Linked DNA regions of Pan troglodytes: region 2 is linked to region 1. A link is a contact called in public Hi-C data. All regions are on one chromosome and are shown on one strand. Each heading gives the region's core, a stretch centred on a gene start, on an enhancer-like site or on the middle of the called end of the contact. The rest is flanking DNA. Distances are from core to core; before and after follow the strand shown.

Region 1 (5,759 bases), core at 1,606-4,105:
GAAAAGCCATTTCTCCAGCATTTATTATTCTCTTATCATTTGTTTATAATAGTTATTTGACAGGTCCTATAAACAGATAAGATTCATGTTTGAATAATATTTTTCTGTAGAAACAGTAAATAACTATAATGCCTATTTCTTCTGCTTGAAATATTGTTTTCATTAGATAAATTGAGCGGCATAAGAGCTTATGTTAATTATAGCACAGAGCATAGAAACAAATTTTTCTAACTAAAAGTGCATTATTACTTTACTTCTATATTTCATTTATTTTTTGCTTATTTTATTAAACTCTCCCCACTTATTTTTTATTTTTTATTATTTACTAAGTTCTGCTCCCTTCCACAAAAGTGTAACAAAGTAAACAGCCTAGTAGTACAGTAATGAAAAAACCAACAAGGATCTCCTTCAGAGTTAGGCTGAAGGGAAACAATTTGCAGTAGTTAAGATTTATTCCCCTATCCTCCCCTCTAAATATTACATAGCTCAACAAAGAATTCTTGTTTAACTTTATTGGAAAGTGTGTAGCAGAACCATGTTTAGAAATACTACAGATCCAAAGGCACATATGTTATCATTGCTAGCTAGGAGGGAGCACTGGGAAAATGAGAATTCCAATTTGTTACACTGACGTCTCATATAAACAATAGAAATATTAACAGTACCAGGATTTTTTTTAAAAAGCCAGTAACAAAGCAATTTCTTAACCTATCGATAATTACTAGCCTACAAATTAATAATAAGCCCAGCTTACTGCTCTTTTCTTCTGGTCCTTCCTTTAATGATTATTGGGGCATGAGTTTCAGCTGTTTTAAAGTTTCAGCATCTGAGTTTAAAGTGAACATTTCTGCCCATGTGCATTGAACATCGAGCCACTGTTCCTGATTTCATTTCACAAACCACACACACTTTCTGCTAAAAGAGATTTGTAATTGTTTGTGGTGTAAAACGTCATTATCAGTTTTAAATTTATATAATTTTAAAAAATGCTATTCTTATAAAGTGGAAAATTTTAAAACTGAAAAATACAGCAATATAAAATGAATCAATCAGCAAAGATCTCAGGCTACTTGTTTGGTTTTCTGCGCCCATCACTGTGTATCCTAAAAGGGCTATTGGGCTCTGCCAGTATTGTCAGGACCGTCCTAGGAAACCGGAACAATGCAGCCCATGCTCCAAAGGGCTGGCGTGGGACGCGCCCCAGGTCGGACCGCAGCCCACGGCAGTGCAAGGCTACCGGTGCGCGGCAAAGGAAGGGGTTCCACGGGCGCCCTAAACGCTCACGCTGGGGAAGGAGGTGCAGGAAACGAAGGAAGCAGGGAGGAGACGGAGAAGTGCTGCAGCAGCTTGAGTCGGCAAGTTGAGAGAAGTGAAAGCAGTCCAGGTTGGGCGGAACGTGAAGAAGGGCTGGAGGAGCGGCCCAAGGTAAAAGATCCAGCCGCAGACGAAAGCGGTAACTGGATTAGGAGGGCCATTAAGCGAATTTAAGGAGATAGGACTTTATCCCGAGAGCAACGGAGAGCCCATAAAAGATCGTAAACAGGAGTGACACGAACAGATTTACATTAAAATAAAGCATCTGACTGGCTGTGCTGTCGAGACGGGGGAGGGGCAAGGGCGGAGGCGGAGAGAGCGGTGAGCGGTCGCCGGAGGTCCAGTTGGGAGACGCCGCGCCCCGCACCGAGGTATGAGAGCTGCAGCAGCGACAACCAGGCGGCCTGAAGTGCAGACGCAAAACGGATCCCGGGGCTAGGTGAATTGGGGTAGGGGGATAATGACCAGATTGTAGTGTTGTCTTTGCTGAGACAGGAAACACGCGAGGCTTGTAGGGAAGGTGCCCAGCTTCGCTGAGAACACCTAGATTTTGAGATTTCTGTGGCACCCAAGTTAAATATGCCTGGACTTCAGGACACGGGGGTTCCGGAAGCAGGATGACGCGCCGGGAGGGGACGAGACGGTCCAGAGCACGCCCGGGAGAGAGGGCGGCCCAGACGGCACCGGCCTGCGCTCCAGCCCTCCCTCCCTCACACACGCGGAATCTCAAAACATGCGGTGAGACAGGTGGGGTATTCATTGGTCTAATTCTGCAGGTAGGGAAAATGAGAGCTTGGGGTAGGGGCTTATGCATGACCACCTGGCAGTGAATCTCCCAGCCAATACAAGCCTCACTCTACCCTCCTACAAATTAATTCAATGCATCCGATTGTTGAAACACATTCGTTCTCAAGTTTTTAATAGAGTGCATCGCAGAAATGGCTTTTGCTTTATAAATGCCTTTTGTTCCTCTTTCTCCCAACCCTATGATAAAATATCAAGTGACCAACTTTCAATTTTAATAAATATCACCAGGCATCAGAAACATGTAAGCACTTTTCTCTTAAACCGAACGGAGGAAAATCTTAGAACGTGTGTCCACCAGTCAGTGAATAACTTCTCTAAGTTCTCTGTCCTGCATAAATAAACCTTGACAGCTCTGGCAGTACGCTTATTAGCTCAGCACATCCATCCCCGCTTTTCCCATCTCCAGGACATGCCAGCCCCTCCCGCCCGCCTCGGGCTGCACCACCTGCTCCCGGCGCCTCCCCGCCCCCGGCTCGCCCGCGCCGGTTCTCACGCGCGGCCAGCGCCCTTCCCCGCCGCTCCCGCCCCTTTCACTTCCGCACAGCTTAGGAGTCGGGGCCAGCGCCTCCGCTCCCACCTTCCCAGCCCTCTGGCGCGCCCGCTTTTCCACACCCACAGCCAGCCGCCGCGCCCCCCCACGAAGTTCTCCCTCCAGTGCCGCCCCCTAAGAAGACTTCAGGGGCGGTCCCGGGAGTCTGGCGCTGATTGGCTGATCAGCAGCGCCCCGCCCCCTGGGCACGCGCAGGAGGTGGGGCGGTCCTGAGGCGGGCGCGCGCCGCGCGGCCCCGCAGGCTGAGCGTTCGTGACCCGCGTGCTGGCCCCGGCGTCCCGGCCCCGGAGTCTGCGAGGCGGAGGCGGGTGGCGGCACATGCCGCGGCCGCCGCGGTGCGACCCTGGGCTTGGGGGGATTTTTTTGGCCTGGAGGGCTCCTCTTCTCCGGCGGCGGTGAGCCAGGCATCCCGCGGGGACTGGGAGCTGCCCGAGGGGCCGCCGCCGTCGCCAGTCCGGTAGCCCGGATGTCGCTGCCCCCTGCGGCGGGGCCGCCAACGCGCTGCTTGGCCCCGGGAGGAGGATCGTCTTAAAGGGACAGCGCCGCGTTCGGGCGGAGGGGGCGGCGCGTCCTGCCCTCCGTTCGCGACCCTGCCCCGGGGGACGCCGCGGCGCCTGCTGCCCAGACCCCTTCCCCGGGCCGGGCGCAGTGGGAGCGCCGCGCGCTCTGACTGGATTAGCCGCAGATGGCCGACTAGAGCCAGGTTTTCCTCCGGCCGGAGCAGTGGCCGGTGGCGCCGCACGGGGCCGGGAGGCGCCGGCCTGTGATTGGCCGAGGCCGCGGTGAATGCAGGACATTGTCTGGTCGCGGCGGTCTCCGTCCCTGCCCGACCGCCCTTCCTGGGATCAAAATGGGTGCGGAGCGAGGGTCCTGGACAGCCCCGCCTGGGGGCCTTTCAGTGGTGGGAACACCGTAGGGGAAAATGTAACTGTTTTGAGATTCTGAGACTGGCATAAAGGTGCTGATTTAAAATACAAGCTCAGCTTTAACAAGGAGATAAAATACTTGGATTTAACATAAAGCTTTCCTTTAAGATGAAAAATATTAAGGTAGTTGAAAAGGGTCAAGTGTTATGAAAATGACTTGACTTTGTCTTCAGGATTCTTTTAATTAGGACCTGTGATAAGTCATCTGAATGTCCTTTGTAAAATGTTAAGGAAAAGTATAATATATATGGTCATAGTTTCCATGTGTGTAAAGACGCGAGACTGCTTAGCTTTCCCAGTTTGCTTCCATTGTTAAAATACTGATTCTGACTAGAGTTGAAATCTTGATATGTCCTATGGATTGAATCGTATCTCAAGGCCTTGGAGTAGATGAGACCTTTGAAAGAGCCCTTGAGAAGATGATAGTTCTCCCAAGATTATCTTTGAAAATACGTGGGTGTTATTTAAGTGAGGTTGTAATCTCGTAGAGTGTAATTGTGGAGTAAATGAAAATTAGGCTGGGCGCAATGCTGTAGTCCCAACTACTTGGGAGGTTCACTTGAGCCCTGGAGTTTGAGTCCAGCCTGGGCAACATAGTTAAACCCCTGTCTCTTAAAAAAAAAAAAAAAAGAAAGAAAGAAAAAGGAAAAGAAAATTAAAACAGTAGAGGAATATGTGAAGACACCCGTGAAATAAGAGATACACATGATAAATGAAGATTTTGAATAAAATAAACTTGGTATTTGCTTTAAAAAAACTGGGTAGAAAAAATATTGTAAAGTTAAAAGCAGACGTGTAGAGATAGAGATTTTTTAGCATCAGTTTCATATCTTTTCAAAACTAAAAAGCCTGATTTTGTTTGAGTAATCAACAACAATTAAGGACTTGGAAATGACAAACAAATGAAGGAAAGACTTCAGAAAGAAGATAAATTTAATGACATGATTCATTGCAAGAGACATGACCTCATTTCTTCTTAGAATGATTTCCACTAAACCAGATTTGATGTTAATTAAATTTACAGACTTTCCTCAAATTTATACTAATGCAATATGTCTTTTTTTTTTTTGGTAAGGAAAAGAGAAGAGATATAAGGAAAATTGTAAGACGTTGCCGCTTCCTCATATGACAGTTTTCTAGACGCCTCACCCTCATCCATCATAATACAGGAATAAAAAAAGCAGAAATAACTAGCATGATTTCTGATAGCTGTCCCTAGAAGTGAACCATAAATAGTTGTGTGAGTGAAGCAGATTTAGTTTTATTTAAACTCCTAGCGCTTAAATTCTTAATTTTTATAATTAAACTGGTTTTACTTAAAAGTTATTGAGTGATTAAAATTTAGAGATTAAGCTGAGTGAAATAAAAAGTTGTTTATAATAAACCCAAACATTAGGCAATATGATATAGGCTATAAGGTATAAAATGCCTCAAAAAATCAGTTTGAGACTTTTCCAGCATGTGTTTACCTTAGGATTTTTGCTTTGGCATTAAATATGTAACTTTATATAGAGTGATAATATTTATAGAACACCTGGTATATGCCAAACACCATTCTAAGTATTTTATTTAATCTTCACAAAGATTTTAGGAGGCAGGTACAGTTATTATCCCATTTTAAAGATTTGGAAACATGCTCTAGAGGTTAAGTAACTTGCCCAAGGCCTGACGGTCGGTGGGTATAGAACTGGGATTCCAGCCTGATTGCTCAAAGCCCTGTGGCTACGTATTTTCAATCACTCACTAAACAGACTTATAGCTATATATATGAATATTCATTTTTCAACTTAGAGATTATTAATTCATTTTTATCAGACCTCTTGGACAGTTTACTAATTTAGACATTTTTGCATTAGCCTTTTCATTCATTTATATTTCAGGTGGCTGTGTGAGTATAAGATGGCCATCTGTTAAGTCAAGCACCCGTATAATTTTTAACGGAATTATCCCTTCAAATTTTCTTCTGTCCTCTCTTATTGATTGATGGATTGAGACAGGGTCTTGCTCTGTCATCCCAGGCTAGAGTGCAGTGTCGTGATCACAGCTCATTGCAGCCTGGACCTCCCAGGCTCAGTTGATCCTCCTGCATCAGCCTCCTGAGTAGCTGGGACTACAGGCACACACCACTACACCCAGCTAATTTATTTACCTTTTTTTTTTTT
Region 2 (6,222 bases), core at 2,333-4,832, 370 kb before region 1:
CATTTTTATTCCATAAAGGTGGGGTGTATATATGTATAAAACACAATATAACACAGGGCGAGAATAGTTTATCATAAAATACAGGATCCATTTTAATGCACATTCTTGTTGGCTTTTATCAGGAAGACAGTGTGAGCCTCCTCAAGATACTGTTTGTCTCACTCTTGGGGGATGACAGTATGATGTATATGATCCATCATGTTCATTTCCTTCATGCATTCTTCGCCCTATTGGGATAGGCATGAGATGATGGTAATCATATGAAAACTCAACGTGATTGTTTATTGCTGAAGGTTTACTTAAGTCTGTCACCATGACCTGTATCCATTAGTAATCTTGCAGGTTCTTAAAGGGACACTGCATTGATGGAAACAGCTGCAACGATGGAAAGACTAATCAGGCAAGTTTCATAAAGAGTATTTGTTGATGAGGCCCCAATTTTCAAGTGCACGAGCAGAAAGCTCTCACCTGAGCCTTCTGTCTGGGTGGCATAGACAGGTGTGGTAATACCTCTGGAGTTAAATTTGCAGGTCCACAGAGTTTAACTCTGTTCCAAATCATGTTAAGGAGTTGCAAAAGAGGTGCACAAAGCCCTATGTTCTTCAAGTGTTAGCTTCTCACCAGGAAAGTGCTTTTTGTGTCCAGGTACATGAAGCTAAATAGAAGACAAGTTATTTCTATGATTAGCCATGGTTTACACATGGCAGTAGTGCTCCACAGACTTCAGTACTACCTTATGGTTTGCGGAGGATTCAGCAGCTAAGTTGGGCAGGGCCAGGCTGGAATCTTCCAAGGGCCTCGTTTAATGCACCATCAAGGAATTCCCAAAGCACACCACATCTCCCTGCCTGCAGGCTCTTCTAAATAATGGAAGTTATTTTGGAATATCAAAATATATGGATGACTGAATTAATTCCCTCACCTCAGCTAGGGCTGGGGTTGCCGTAACAAAGCGTCACAGACTGTGTGACTTAAACAGCAGACATTTATTGTCTCACAGTTCTGAAGGCTGGAAGTCCAAAATCAAGGTGTAGGCAAGGTTGGTTCCTCTTGAGAACTGTGAGAGAAAGACCATTCCAGGCCTCTCTCCTTGGCTTTAGACGGCTGTCTGCTTTCTGTGTCTTCTCATGAAGAGGGTCTTCCCTCTGCTCGTGTCTGTATCTAAATTTCCTCCTTTTATAAGAACACTCACCATATTGGATAAAGCCCACCCTAATAACCTTATTCTAACTTAAGTACCTCTATAAAGACCCTGTCTCCAAACACAGTCTCATTCTGAGGTACTGGGCATTAGAACTTCAACATGTGAATTGGAGGGGTAGCAGGGGGAGGGAAGGGGGGTGGGACATTCAGCCTGGAACATCTTCCTGGAGGTGTTTTGGTTTCAGATAGCACAATCTTAGGGTGATTTTGTTTCTGTTTTTCTCCATAAACAAGTAAGACAAACAGATTAAGGATTAAGTTTGGGAATGCTAGCTCTTGCCTGTGTTTCTTGGCCAACTCCTTTAAACCACCAAACAAATTATTGTATTAGGCTAGAGCTAGAAAGTCATTGTTCTAAGAAAGACAGACCAGGATGAGGTGGGTAACTCCAGGACAGGCACCGGATCAGCACGTTGGCAGGGAGGCTTGCAAACCCTGACAGAATGCAGGTCGATCCACACTATGATAAATCTATAACAAAAGTGACCCTGATGATAAAAATGCAAAAACAACATGAACAACAAGGCCAGGATATTTCGAAGGGTTTGCCTTCAGTTAACAAGTGAAGAAAAGATGATTCCACCTCGAACTTCAACAGCCTAGCAAAAGAGTCTCTGGTCTTTCCTCACACCACTGAACAACGAGGAGGAAGGCTCTCTGGAGGTCCTTTAAGAATTGGATTTTCTTTGGTAAATGCAGTCTCAGAAAAAAGACCTTGTAGCATGATTCACTCTGTTCCTCTTAAGTCAAATGGCGGATGTTACTTAGTTTTGACTCTTGCTTGAAGAGTAGAATGATCTTAAAATCTCCAGAGATTTGTAACCTAACACATGCAAAATAAATATAAATTGTGTGATTTTGCTTCCAGTCTGGCCACTTTTTTCTTACATTTCTTTTCTGCACAAACATCTCAAGAAAATGCCTGGAAACTATAGAGTGATGGTATAAGGTAGAGAGAGAGGTTTACTTTTAAGGAAAGGGAAGGAGAACTCCTTTTGAAAAATGCTTTAACGCCCGGGCATGGTGGCTCATGCCTGTAATCCCAGCACTTGGAGGCCGAGGCAGGAGTATCACCTGAGGTCAGGAGTTCAAGACCAGCTTGGCAAACATGGTGAAACCCCATCTCCACTAAAAGTACAAAAAATTAGCCGGGCGTGGTGGCACGTACCTCTAATCCCAGCTACTCGGGAGGATGAGGCAAGAGAATTGCTTGAACCCGGGAAGCAGAGGTTGCAGTGAGCAGAGATCACGCCACTGCACTCCAGCCTGGGTGACAGCAAGACTCTGTCTAAAAAAAAAAAAGAAAGAAAGAAAAAAAAGAAAAGAAAAACAGAAAGAAAAATGCATTAACAACACTAAATCATGGGACTCAGTGAAGTTAGTTTAATTTCTAAGAGAAAGTTGTACCATCTCATTTGAACTTATTAATGGCAGAGTGGACTTATCACCACAGTCCTCCTGGGAAAGCAAAAAAAGACCATACTAAACTCAGCAAAAAGCTTAAAACACCATCTGTTGCTATGTTGAAACACTTGACTGGGGGGAGAGAGAGAGGAGACAGCTGATCAGTTGGAAGGCACTTTCAGACACACATATCCATGCTGAGCACTCTGTTTAGAAGCTTAGAGAAGAAAAGGAATTTCTTGGATGCCCTGTTGGGATGCTCGGATTATGATATTACTTGAAAATGTGAGCAAACTTCTAAGTGTCACACTCATGGAACTTTACTGAAGCAAGATAGATCAAACAAAGGTGCCAGAGAGGTTTGAATTAGGGAATAGTTTAACTTTGCTTTGAAGGGATTTCCTTCCTTCAACACACACTGCCATTGTCTGATGGTTGTTTATTTGCTAAACCACAATCAAATTAAGCGTAAATGGAAACCTGCCACTAAGAAAACCAATGGCTTGCCATTGCCCCCACCACACCAGAATTCAACTCCTTTTCAGAAATGTTAAAGGGAAAAGATTTCCCTGGAAGTAAAATACTTTTTAAAAACATAACACATGACAAAATTTATCATTGTCTTTCCCTGGGGGACTTTTTGGCATCAGCAGCTACTGTGCCTAAACATCCAGTGTCCTCGTCTAACAGGAATGTGCGAGAGCAGAGAAAGGCTTCGAGTCATGCAGGAATGGCTTCCCAGATACGCCGGGACACAGCAGTTTAATTGGATGTCTGGGCTTTTATAAAGAAGAACGGGAGGCGCGGAACACCACCACCACACGTGTCAGCTTTGCAGCAGAAGAAAAACTCCTCCAGCCTCAGCAGCCAGTCTCTCCGGCTTCTCCCTGCGACTTCAGGCGGACCCCCAGTGACCGAGACCAAGGAAGCTGTGAGCACAGCGGCTGAGAGCTCTGTCCTGTCTCTGATGTTTTCAGGGCCAGCGCTCTGGGCCGTCCTGGCTCCTGGGGCCTCTCCCCAACCCTGGGGCCGGCGCGCAGCCTCCCGGCGGCCGTGCAGAAAACAGCCGGTAGATGGCGCTCCGAGCTGCGACTCACCGGGCCCGCCACGAGAGCTGCGGATGGCGCAGGCGAGGATCCTGATTCATAAAAAACATAAATCCTACTTGATGAACAATAATAATAAAGGAAATTGACTACTGGGCACCATAGAGATGAATTTTTAAAGCTCCGAAATCAAGTTATTTGATATTATTTAATTTAACTTACTAAATTTGAATAACTGTGGGATGTAATAGTGCATGGCAGGGCATTTAGGTTTTATCGCTTCTAAATGTTTCTCTTTAGGGCGATTGCACGCCGCTGCATGGTCGCCAGAGAACTCTGTCCCCGTCTCCAAGCTGTGTAAACAAATTGAGGACAGAATAATTACACATTGGGAGAAAGGCAGGGAAAATCTATTGAGGGCACAGAGAGCCCAGCTACAAAATGTCCCCTCTTTCAGCTAATAAACTACCTCTAAAGTACGCAAAGATCCATGTTAAAGAATTTGTTAATATAAGCACAGCAACCAAGCCTATGCTAAGCACTTTCCAGGTGCTTCTTGTAGTAGTATCCTCATCTCCTAGTAAAACAAATACTATCTATAATATTTATTTTCCTCCCTAAATTTTTTAACTGATGAAAGTACATTTTTAGTAGCTTCCAAACTGACAAATTCGGGCGCTGCAACATTTAGAAACTTTGCTCATCCCTTGATCAAAGAAAAATTTTCTGCAAGCAGCTATAAAAAGTCCTTTTATTAAAATGCAGCCGTCACATTCTCCTCAGTGTAGCTCCGGCGCACACATTATGTGTTTGCACAGATGCGTGTGTATATTTGCATAAACAGAGGGAGGTGCACACACACGTATTAATTCAGATATCGAGGCGTGCGTATACATATACGGGTATATATATGCTGTCTGTGTACCACTCTCTATTGTTTTCAGCGTAACTGATTTTGGCACCAGCTCTTTAGCACTTTGGAAGGGCCTTCATTAGCACTGGGATAGTATCCAAAAAGAATCCAGAAAAATCAACACATGGCTGCTCTTGTTCTCACGATAAATGACAGCTTTCCTGGAAAACAACAACAGTCAAGAAGCAAAACAAAAACCAAAAAGCAACAAGAGTAGCAATAACATGAATAGAGGAAGTCAGACATCACTAACTTGGATTTTTTTTAATGTATTTATTTATTCAATTTTTTACAACTGTCTTCTTTGCCACTAAGCTTTCAGGTACTTTCACACAATTAAAAATATAAATAACAAAGGTCTATTAGGAACCTAGGGAAAAAACCACAATCATGCAGGCTTGTGTCTCCTTGTCGATACAAATATGCTAGAGATCAGTGTGGCATAAGCTGCTCGTTAAACTATACCAGCTCCCAAAATGAAGCAATCATCTACAACTCCTTGGAATCAGACTTCTGAAAAGAAGAGCTTTTCTTGGAAAACAGAATCTCCCTAATTACCTGAAAGTCTCCTCTTGAAACCATTAGTAGGAAGTCTTGGGTTATTCAGATGCCGTGAGGATGTGCAGGGAAATCGGTCATGTCTAAACTCGTAAAAAACCCAGTAGCATCCAGTGTGTGTGCGTGTGAATGTGCTCTGACACTCATGCCTTAAGAGGTGAATAATAAATCACACTTTGAAGAAAAGCAGTAACTAAACTATAGAAGACTTTGACTTAAAGGGTTAATGTCTAACACAGGAACAGAAAACAAAATACCACATGTTCTCACTTATAAGTGGCATCTAAGCATTGGGTACACATGGCCATAAAGATGGGAACAGTAGACACTGGGGACTACTGGGGGTAGGGGCCAGTAAGAAAGAGGGGAAAGGGCTGAAAAACTATAATAACTATTGGATACTATACTCACTACTTGGGTGACAGGGTTATTCATAACTCAAAACTCAGTATCATGCGATATACCCATGTAACAAACCTATACATGTACCCCCTGAATCTAAAATAAAAGGTAAAATTATTTTTAAAATAACATAAAATAGAAAAATTAATTCCTTTGCACTTCAGCTGTCAAAACAACCATGGAGGCCGGGTGCGCTCATGCGGTAATCCCAGCACTTTGGGAGGCGAAGGCAGGCGGATCACCTGAGGTCAAGTGTTCGAGACCAGCCTGGTCAACATGGTGAAACCCTATCTCTACTAAAAATACAAAAAAAAAAAAAAAAATTAGCCAGTCATGGTAGTGTGTGCCTGTAGTCACAGCTACATGGGAGGCTGAGGCAAGGGAATCGCTTGAACCCGGGAGGTGGAGGTTGCAGTAAACTGAGATCGCGCCATTGCACTCCAGCCTGGGCGACAGGGCGGGACTCCATCTCAAAAACAAACAAACAAACAAACAAAACACAACCGTGGAAATCTAATGTATGTGGCCCTTTAAGGCTAGCAGCTCTGCCCAGGAGACCAGCCGTCCAAGGAGAAAACCCCACCGAATCTCATGAAAAGAGAAGTTATTGTGCCCGACTCCTCCATTGGCCCTTGGCCTTCTCTTTCCTCAGTTTCTCAGTCAGATTTTCTCATTTAGAGTTGTTTATATTGCAGG

The links. Hi-C and Micro-C count contacts between places; a contact is called where the count stands out from the background.
Region 2: a contact with region 1 is called in a Hi-C map of stem cell-derived neural progenitor cells, with 2.7 times the contacts expected there. The contact joins two enhancer-like sites. A contact is called at or near these places in 4 of 7 Hi-C or Micro-C datasets (blood, induced pluripotent stem cells, a lymphoblastoid cell line and 1 more) and 1 of 1 datasets of contacts at active chromatin or transcription factors (stem cell-derived excitatory neurons).

What each region holds. Positions count from the first base shown.
Region 1 is chr7:69,233,752-69,239,510 of NHGRI_mPanTro3-v2.0_pri, reverse strand. No RefSeq gene overlaps it. Among named protein-coding and RNA genes, the nearest start is that of CHD7, 26 kb to the left of the region's middle. Within about 2 kb of position 2,855, at least 23 of the 24 cell types and tissues checked have an H3K27ac peak or open chromatin away from gene starts, as enhancers often do. A contact at or near this core is called in stem cell-derived neural progenitor cells, where this site is marked.
Region 2 is chr7:69,608,456-69,614,677 of NHGRI_mPanTro3-v2.0_pri, reverse strand. No RefSeq gene overlaps it. Among named protein-coding and RNA genes, the nearest start is that of CLVS1, 39 kb to the left of the region's middle. Within about 2 kb of position 3,582, at least 13 of the 24 cell types and tissues checked have an H3K27ac peak or open chromatin away from gene starts, as enhancers often do. A contact at or near this core is called in stem cell-derived neural progenitor cells, where this site is marked.